Regions from separate parts of the Takifugu rubripes genome. Here region 2 is linked to region 1. The links are chromatin contacts, called in public Hi-C maps. All regions are on one chromosome and are shown on one strand. Each heading gives the region's core, a stretch centred on a gene start, on an enhancer-like site or on the middle of the called end of the contact. The rest is flanking DNA. Distances are from core to core; before and after follow the strand shown.

Region 1 (3,389 bases), core at 810-3,309:
TGTGTGTGTGTGTGTGTGTGTGTGTGTGTGTGTGTGTGTGTGTGTGTGTGTGTGTGTGTGTCTGCCCTGGCGATGAGACACGTGTCCATTCGGATTTGGAGCGGTGTTTAGCGGACGCAGCAGGCAGACGCACCGCCAGAGTCCGACTTTCGTCTGACTATCCCGCCCCCTCTCTCTCTCTCTCTCTCTCTCTCCCCTCCTCTTTCTCCCTTCTCTCTCGCTCTCCCCCCCTCTCTCTCTCTCTCTCTCTGTCTTATTAGATCTAAATGTCAAATACCATCCACTTATCTGTAACCACCCTCCACTTCACTGTCTGGACCCCCTTATATTGCACGTCGATTTCGTGAACGAGCGTCTACGTTTGTGTACGTGTGTGTGTGTGTGTGTGTGTGTGTGTGTGTGTGTGTGTGTGTGTGTGTGTGTGTATGTGTGTGTGTGTGTGTGTGTGTGTGTGTGTGTGTGTGTGTGTGTGTGTGTGCGTGCGTGCGCGCGCATGAAGCGAGATTACAATTCCGGTCGGATGGCACCAGCCAGCCGCTCTAATTAATAACCCCATAATCCGGGTTGGAGTGGATGACGGCGCGAAACACGCAGAGATTCGTTTTACAGAAACAAGGCGTATCCTGATGGGTAGCTCTGTATAAGAAATTATAGCTGCTATTATCCCTCCCAGACAATGATAACTATCTGCTTTAAAAGAAGATTAAAGGTTTATACAAGTTCAGAGTTCTTGGAACCCGGATCGCATTATCAAAAACTAAACAGGGATTGATTAGACTTCCCCCAGCTGTCAATAACGCATTAAGACTCCCACCGTATTCAAATCATAATTCAACCTCTGGAGCTGTTTTGCAAACGATTAACAAAACAGATGCTGGTAGAAAAATGGGGTTGGAATGCGATTATAGCTGTCCCCTCCATACTTTGATGTATTGATTCGTGGAATTTTAATTCGGTCTGCCTTGTTTTATTCTTAAGCCGCATTATTTACAGCAAGAATCAGGCTGAGTCTAAATTATAAAATGGATTTGCGAAAAAAGATGATCGTTTTGTTTGTCACAATTCCAAAAGCCCTATTATTATTATTATTGTTATTATTATTATTATTATTATTATTATTATTATTATTATTATTATTATTATTATTATTAGTGTTGTTTTTTAGTCTTGTATTGTCGGGGTTTTTTGGGGGGGACGGAATAAACATTTTACTTAACCCCAATCCACTCAAGTGTTCTTCTCTCATCCTATCACCGCTGCTGACTTGCGCTTCATTAACGGCCTTATGCGCCAATCATCGGCCGCTTCTCTGGTGTCAAGCAGTAATACGTGAATCCGTTTGATGTTTCAAATTAAATAATGAGAGGAGTCCGATTTTCCTTCCACCCGTTGCCCCCAACACCTTAAACCGGGTGAAGAGTGCAGTTTTACACCCGCGTCTAAAGTAAAGCTGTAGGCGCCGTCCTGCACAGGTTTTTATTTATTTTGTTGGTTTGTGGTGCGTGTGTATTATTACGACGGCCAAAAAGATTGTTTTTGTAAAGGTTTGTTTTTATGATTGTAAAACATCCATTCTGTGCACCGTGCGAAAACTTCCAGATCATGAGAGAGAAAAGTGACTTTCAGCGTCTTCAAAATTCAGATTTCCTCGCCCGGTTTTATTCTTTTGATCTCATTTGCGGTCTTTATAGGTGGATCTTTTTTTTTTAGGAAGAAGGAAAAGTTTCTTCTGTTGATGTTTAAGAGGAAAGTGCAGCCAAATCAAACAAAGTTAATCAGTCACTGACACCGAAATGCTTACTGCTGAGCAAACGGCCAGAAGTGCGCACGAAAGCGAAAAAGAAGAAAACGCCGGAAAAGAGTAAGTTTGGATGCGAACAAATAACGAATGAAATAGATTGGCAAGCCATAAAATGAGATTTGAAACTCCATTCAAATAACAGCCCGCGACGTCAGAGAGAGAGAGAGAGGGAGGGAGGGAGAGAGGGAGAGAGAGAGGCTGTTTGGTGTGTGTAGGGGGAGAGATTTGAGGAATAGGAGGGGCTTCTAAACGACTAGAAATGTCAATCTGAGCTAGGGAGTCCCAATAATCTAAAGCAATCTGTAAGGACCTGACCTTAGTCCATCCAGATCAATAGGGAAGTGAGGGTGGAAATAGACGAAGAAGAGGGAGAAATAAGTGGCGCGCCCGGATCGTTTACAGTGGCTCTTCCCGGGGACATACCCAGTCCGCCTGCCTGCACCTTTTGTCGCTCACATGCTCACACTTTAAAAGTGGATTTCCAAGCAATTCCCTTGCTTTGTGTGATCGCGGCAGACTTTTTCTCCCATTTTTCCTACCGCCATGTCTTTCCCCCAGCTGGGATATCAGTACATCCGACCGATATACCCGCCGGAGCGCCAGGGGATCGCCGGTAATGCTCGGTCCGGGACAGAGCTCAGTCCCTCCGGCGCGCTCTCCAACGTCCTCTCCACGATGTATGGATCCCCCTTCGCAGCAGCAGCGCAGGGCTACGGAGCGTTCCTCCCTTATTCTAACGATATATCCATTTTCAATCAACTGGTGAGTCACTCTCCTCCTTTTAAAACAACTCCGAACTTTTGAATTGTAGTCTGAGAAATAGAAGCCACGGGCCTGTCGGTAATTCAACTTTTACAGCGCCACGGCGAACTTTGCCTTTAAAAGCCCAAAAGGTTTAAAGTGGTTAAAGTGAAACATATTAACGAAATGTTTGGGTTTATTGTTAACATATAATTTTCGCTTCCGAAACTCAAGATAAACAATAACGCGGATGTTTTTACTCTGCTGGTGTGAAAGTGAAATATTTCGATTTCAAGTGTCTTTTTCTAAACCTGTTTAATGTTACCTGTGACGAAATGCATCATGACATGGTTTGTTAATTTGCATTTTATTTTTTATTACTTCCTGTCTTTAGGTGCTGTTATTAAACTATTAAGCGTTTTAATTATAACGTTGTCTATTTATATTTTAGTCTAAACTCTCTCTCGCCCTATCTGTATTTTCAGGGTGCTCAGTATGAACTGAAAGACAGTCCTGGTGTCCAGCACCCAGGATTTGCCCATCATCACCCTGCTTTTTACCCATATGGCCAGTATCAATTTGGTGACCCGTCCAGACCCAAAAATGCCACCAGGGAGAGCACCAGCACTTTGAAGGCCTGGCTCAGTGAGCACCGCAAGAACCCGTATCCAACCAAGGGCGAGAAGATTATGCTGGCCATTATCACCAAGATGACCCTCACCCAGGTGTCCACCTGGTTCGCCAACGCCCGCAGGAGGTTAAAGAAGGAGAACAAGATGACCTGGACCCCCCGGAACCGCACCGACGAAGAGGGAAATGTTTACTCGAGTGATCACGAGGGGGAGGA
Region 2 (3,179 bases), core at 549-3,048, 170 kb before region 1:
ATATTCTCGTCCTCCTCCTCGTCCTCGCTGCGGTTCCGGGGGGTCCAGGTCATCTTGTTCTCCTTCTTTAACCTCCTCCTGGCGTTGGCGAACCAGGTGGACACCTGGGTGAGGGTCATTTTGGTGATGATGGCCAGCATGATCTTCTCCCCCTTGGTCGGGTAGGGGTTTTTGCGGTGCTCGTTGAGCCATGCTTTAAGGGTGGCGGTGGCGTCCCGGGTTGCGTTTTTACGGTATGCTGGGTCACCGTAAGGGTAGGTGCCCAGAGGTGTCGCGTAAGGGTGATATCCTATTGACCCGGCCATACCGCTCGTGTGATCATAAGGGGAACTCTGGGAATAAAAACCAAGCATAACTGATCAAAATATGCCAAAGTTTTCTCTCAGTCATCTAATAAAATCGTTAGGACATGAACAACTGTGCACACATTCATCCAAGCACACGCAGGGATAGATACACAGGTTCATTTCGGTTTTAAATATTTTTAATAATATATATATATATATTTAATATATCTTCCAATTGGGTGTTTGAAATGTTATACATGTCGCCAAAAATGATTTGCGTGGCAGCAGCACGCACAGCTGTTCCGCTTGCAATTAGATTGAACTAAAGAATTTTTCAATGAAAAAAGTGACATAATAGAAAAGGGGCCTGACGTTCTGTCGCCGCCTGTTCTGCGATCAGTCTTTGTAAACAGGCCTGTTGTTTTTATTCTATTCCCTGAGAGCATTCCACGCACCTTCAGTCCAAAGTGTAGTACTTTAACTTTTTACACCTGGAGCATCAAATGGGAAAAAGCTTTTGAATGACACCTTACAGCGCTTTTCGGTAAGTGCCTTTCGATGGAAAATTGTCTTCTTTTAACAATCCCCACTTTACTCCGATAGCACAACACTTTATTTGCCAACCGACCTGGCATTGTGGAATATTACCTAATACCCACGCACTGCTGGGGACCGAAATCCTACCTACAAATTGACTGTTTCTGAACGCGCAACTGACACTCTAGGGCTCAGTCAACAACGTATTCACAGGTTCTACAAAATATTATTTTGCAGTAATCACCTTTAGTTTACTCACCACATACGAGGTGAATGTGGCAGCTGCCGCTGCGTCTGCACTGTAGGGTAAATGGGAGTTGTAGCCTGGCGAGGCGCTGGTGAACGCAGTAGATCCAGCATAGGGCGCAAAAGCAGATCCCGAAGAGGATCGGCCAAGTTCCTCGGTCCTGGGTCCTGATATGACGCTGGTGCTATACGCTGGACACGAATACAGGGCGAGAGAAGCGGACGGCTGGTACAAGTAGCCCTGAGGATACGCCATGCTGGAGCCCGGAGAGTAAAAGCCACTTAACTTGCGCACTTTCCCCTCTATTTTTCAAGCGCTGCTGTCGGCGCGCATAGAGCCGTGTGCGCAGAGCCGCTGCCTGTTCTCCCCCCTAAATGACAGTCTGAGCAAAAAAAAAAAAAAAAAAAAAAAGAAAGAAAAAAAAATCAAAGTGGTCAGATCAAGAAAGCTTTAGATACTTTGCAGAATATTTCGGTCGCCGTCAGTCAGTCACTGTCCGTCGGAAATTTCTGTCTGGCTCTGGCTTGTTTGTTATTTGTTTTCGTTTTTGCTGCTCCCTTATCTGAGTTGCACCGCCGCTCACATAGCCGCGTAGAAGTTTTTTTTAACCGTCGGACGGGGGCTTTGCTTGGGAAAATGTCCTGCCAAGATGCTAAGTTGAAAAATTGAAGATCCCGACGCCTATGACGCTCCTCCTCTCGGGGTGTAGTCAGAAGGAGAAGGCAAGCTTATGCTGGGTAACTCTCTCTCTCTCTCTCACTCCCTCCCCCTCTCCCTCTTTACCCAATCCCTCTCTCGCGTTAACTAACAATCCCTCTCTTTCTCCTTTTCTCTTTTTCCCCTTTAACAAGGCTCGTTGCTCTTAAGTCTCAAGTGCGTCTAGGAGCCCCCCTTTGGATGGCGACATCACGCGAGTCTGTCAACTCACAAGTCTTTTTTCCTCCTCTCTTTTAATTCAAAGCCGTCACTTTCACACTTGATCAATAACTAATCGGCTGATATCCCTGGATATTGGCTGAGATACCAGCAGGAAACAGCCACGCCACTCTGCTCTCCTTTTACTGCTTCTCTGCGCGTAAAAAAGCTCTTTTTAAATACGCGTTTTAAATCAAAAGAATGGTGATCTTCGTGCGCCGTCAGTTAAAATCCGCAAAGGGAGTTTGCAATGGATTATCCAATTGTTCACGTCGACATTCTAACGCCAGACGAATATTGTTTTGGTAAGATATGACAATTAAAAGTAAGACAATAAAGTGGCACAATTCTTAGTAATGTGTAGTTTTTGTGTGTGTGTCTAATAACTTTGTGAGAAATATTTGCTCAAATCGTGACAATATGTTTTTTCTGCGTCTCACTTGTGTTTGAAGGATTTACTGCAGGCGGCGGTAAATAGTTTTTGCAACAGATCCTAGAATAAACCAGTCAGATACTTACTCTCATGAAGTCATAAACCCTCAAGCCAGAGCAGATTAGTGCCAACTACACCAAATCCGCCTGGACCAGTGGATATAATCTCATTTGATCACCGCAGATACGTTTCAGTGCTGAAATATATGGGCAGATTTATTTAATATGCTTCTGTTATCGACCCAATTTTATATTCAAATGGCTTCAGATATCTCTCAAATTATATACATATATATTATAAATACGAGGGTTTGCGTGTGCGTCAGGCCTGTTTAATTTTGTAATATTTCCACAGCATTAAACTACACTATAAACAAGAGTATCGTTTTATGCGTTTTCAAATTATTCTCTTGTTTTACAAATTTGAAAATGAGATCATTTACAGCCAATCTTCTTCTTCTGCTGATTGACTTTGCAGTTCAAGTCTCAGATAAACCGAAAGGGATCGCTGTAGGCGCTGCTAAAGAGTGTGTGCACACGCTGTCACGTGTTTTCTTTTCTTTTTTTTAACACGTTCTGAAAATCTCTCGAGAGAAGAGAGATGACGCTGGTGGAGTGAGAGCATAGGCGCACACTTCCAAAAAGGAGAGAGAGAGAAAGAGGGAAATTAAAGAAATAATGATGAATACACAAAGCGACCCCACTGTTTCACCAAATCAGATGTCAGTGATACGATGAGAACTGGTTGCAGAGTCTCCTGT

Evidence for each region. Hi-C and Micro-C count contacts between places; a contact is called where the count stands out from the background.
Region 2: a Hi-C map of an unstated tissue shows a contact between it and region 1, with 9 times the contacts expected there. The contact joins the promoter of irx5a here to the promoter of irx3a in region 1. A contact is called at or near these places in 2 of 2 Hi-C or Micro-C datasets (muscle and an unstated tissue).

What each region holds. Positions count from the first base shown.
Region 1 is chr13:8,748,462-8,751,850 of fTakRub1.2, reverse strand. irx3a (iroquois homeobox 3a) reads left to right here and starts at 2,059. Exons shown (of 2, transcript XM_003969553.3): 1 at 2,059-2,563; 2 at 3,028-3,389. The coding sequence starts at 2,345.
Region 2 is chr13:8,917,178-8,920,356 of fTakRub1.2, reverse strand. irx5a (iroquois homeobox 5a) reads right to left here and starts at 1,798. Exons shown (of 3, transcript XM_003969530.3): 1 at 1,084-1,798; 2 at 1-332. The coding sequence starts at 1,326. It overlaps LOC115252077 (a long non-coding RNA gene), which reads left to right and starts at 1,955. Exons shown (of 3, transcript XR_003890514.1): 1 at 1,955-3,179.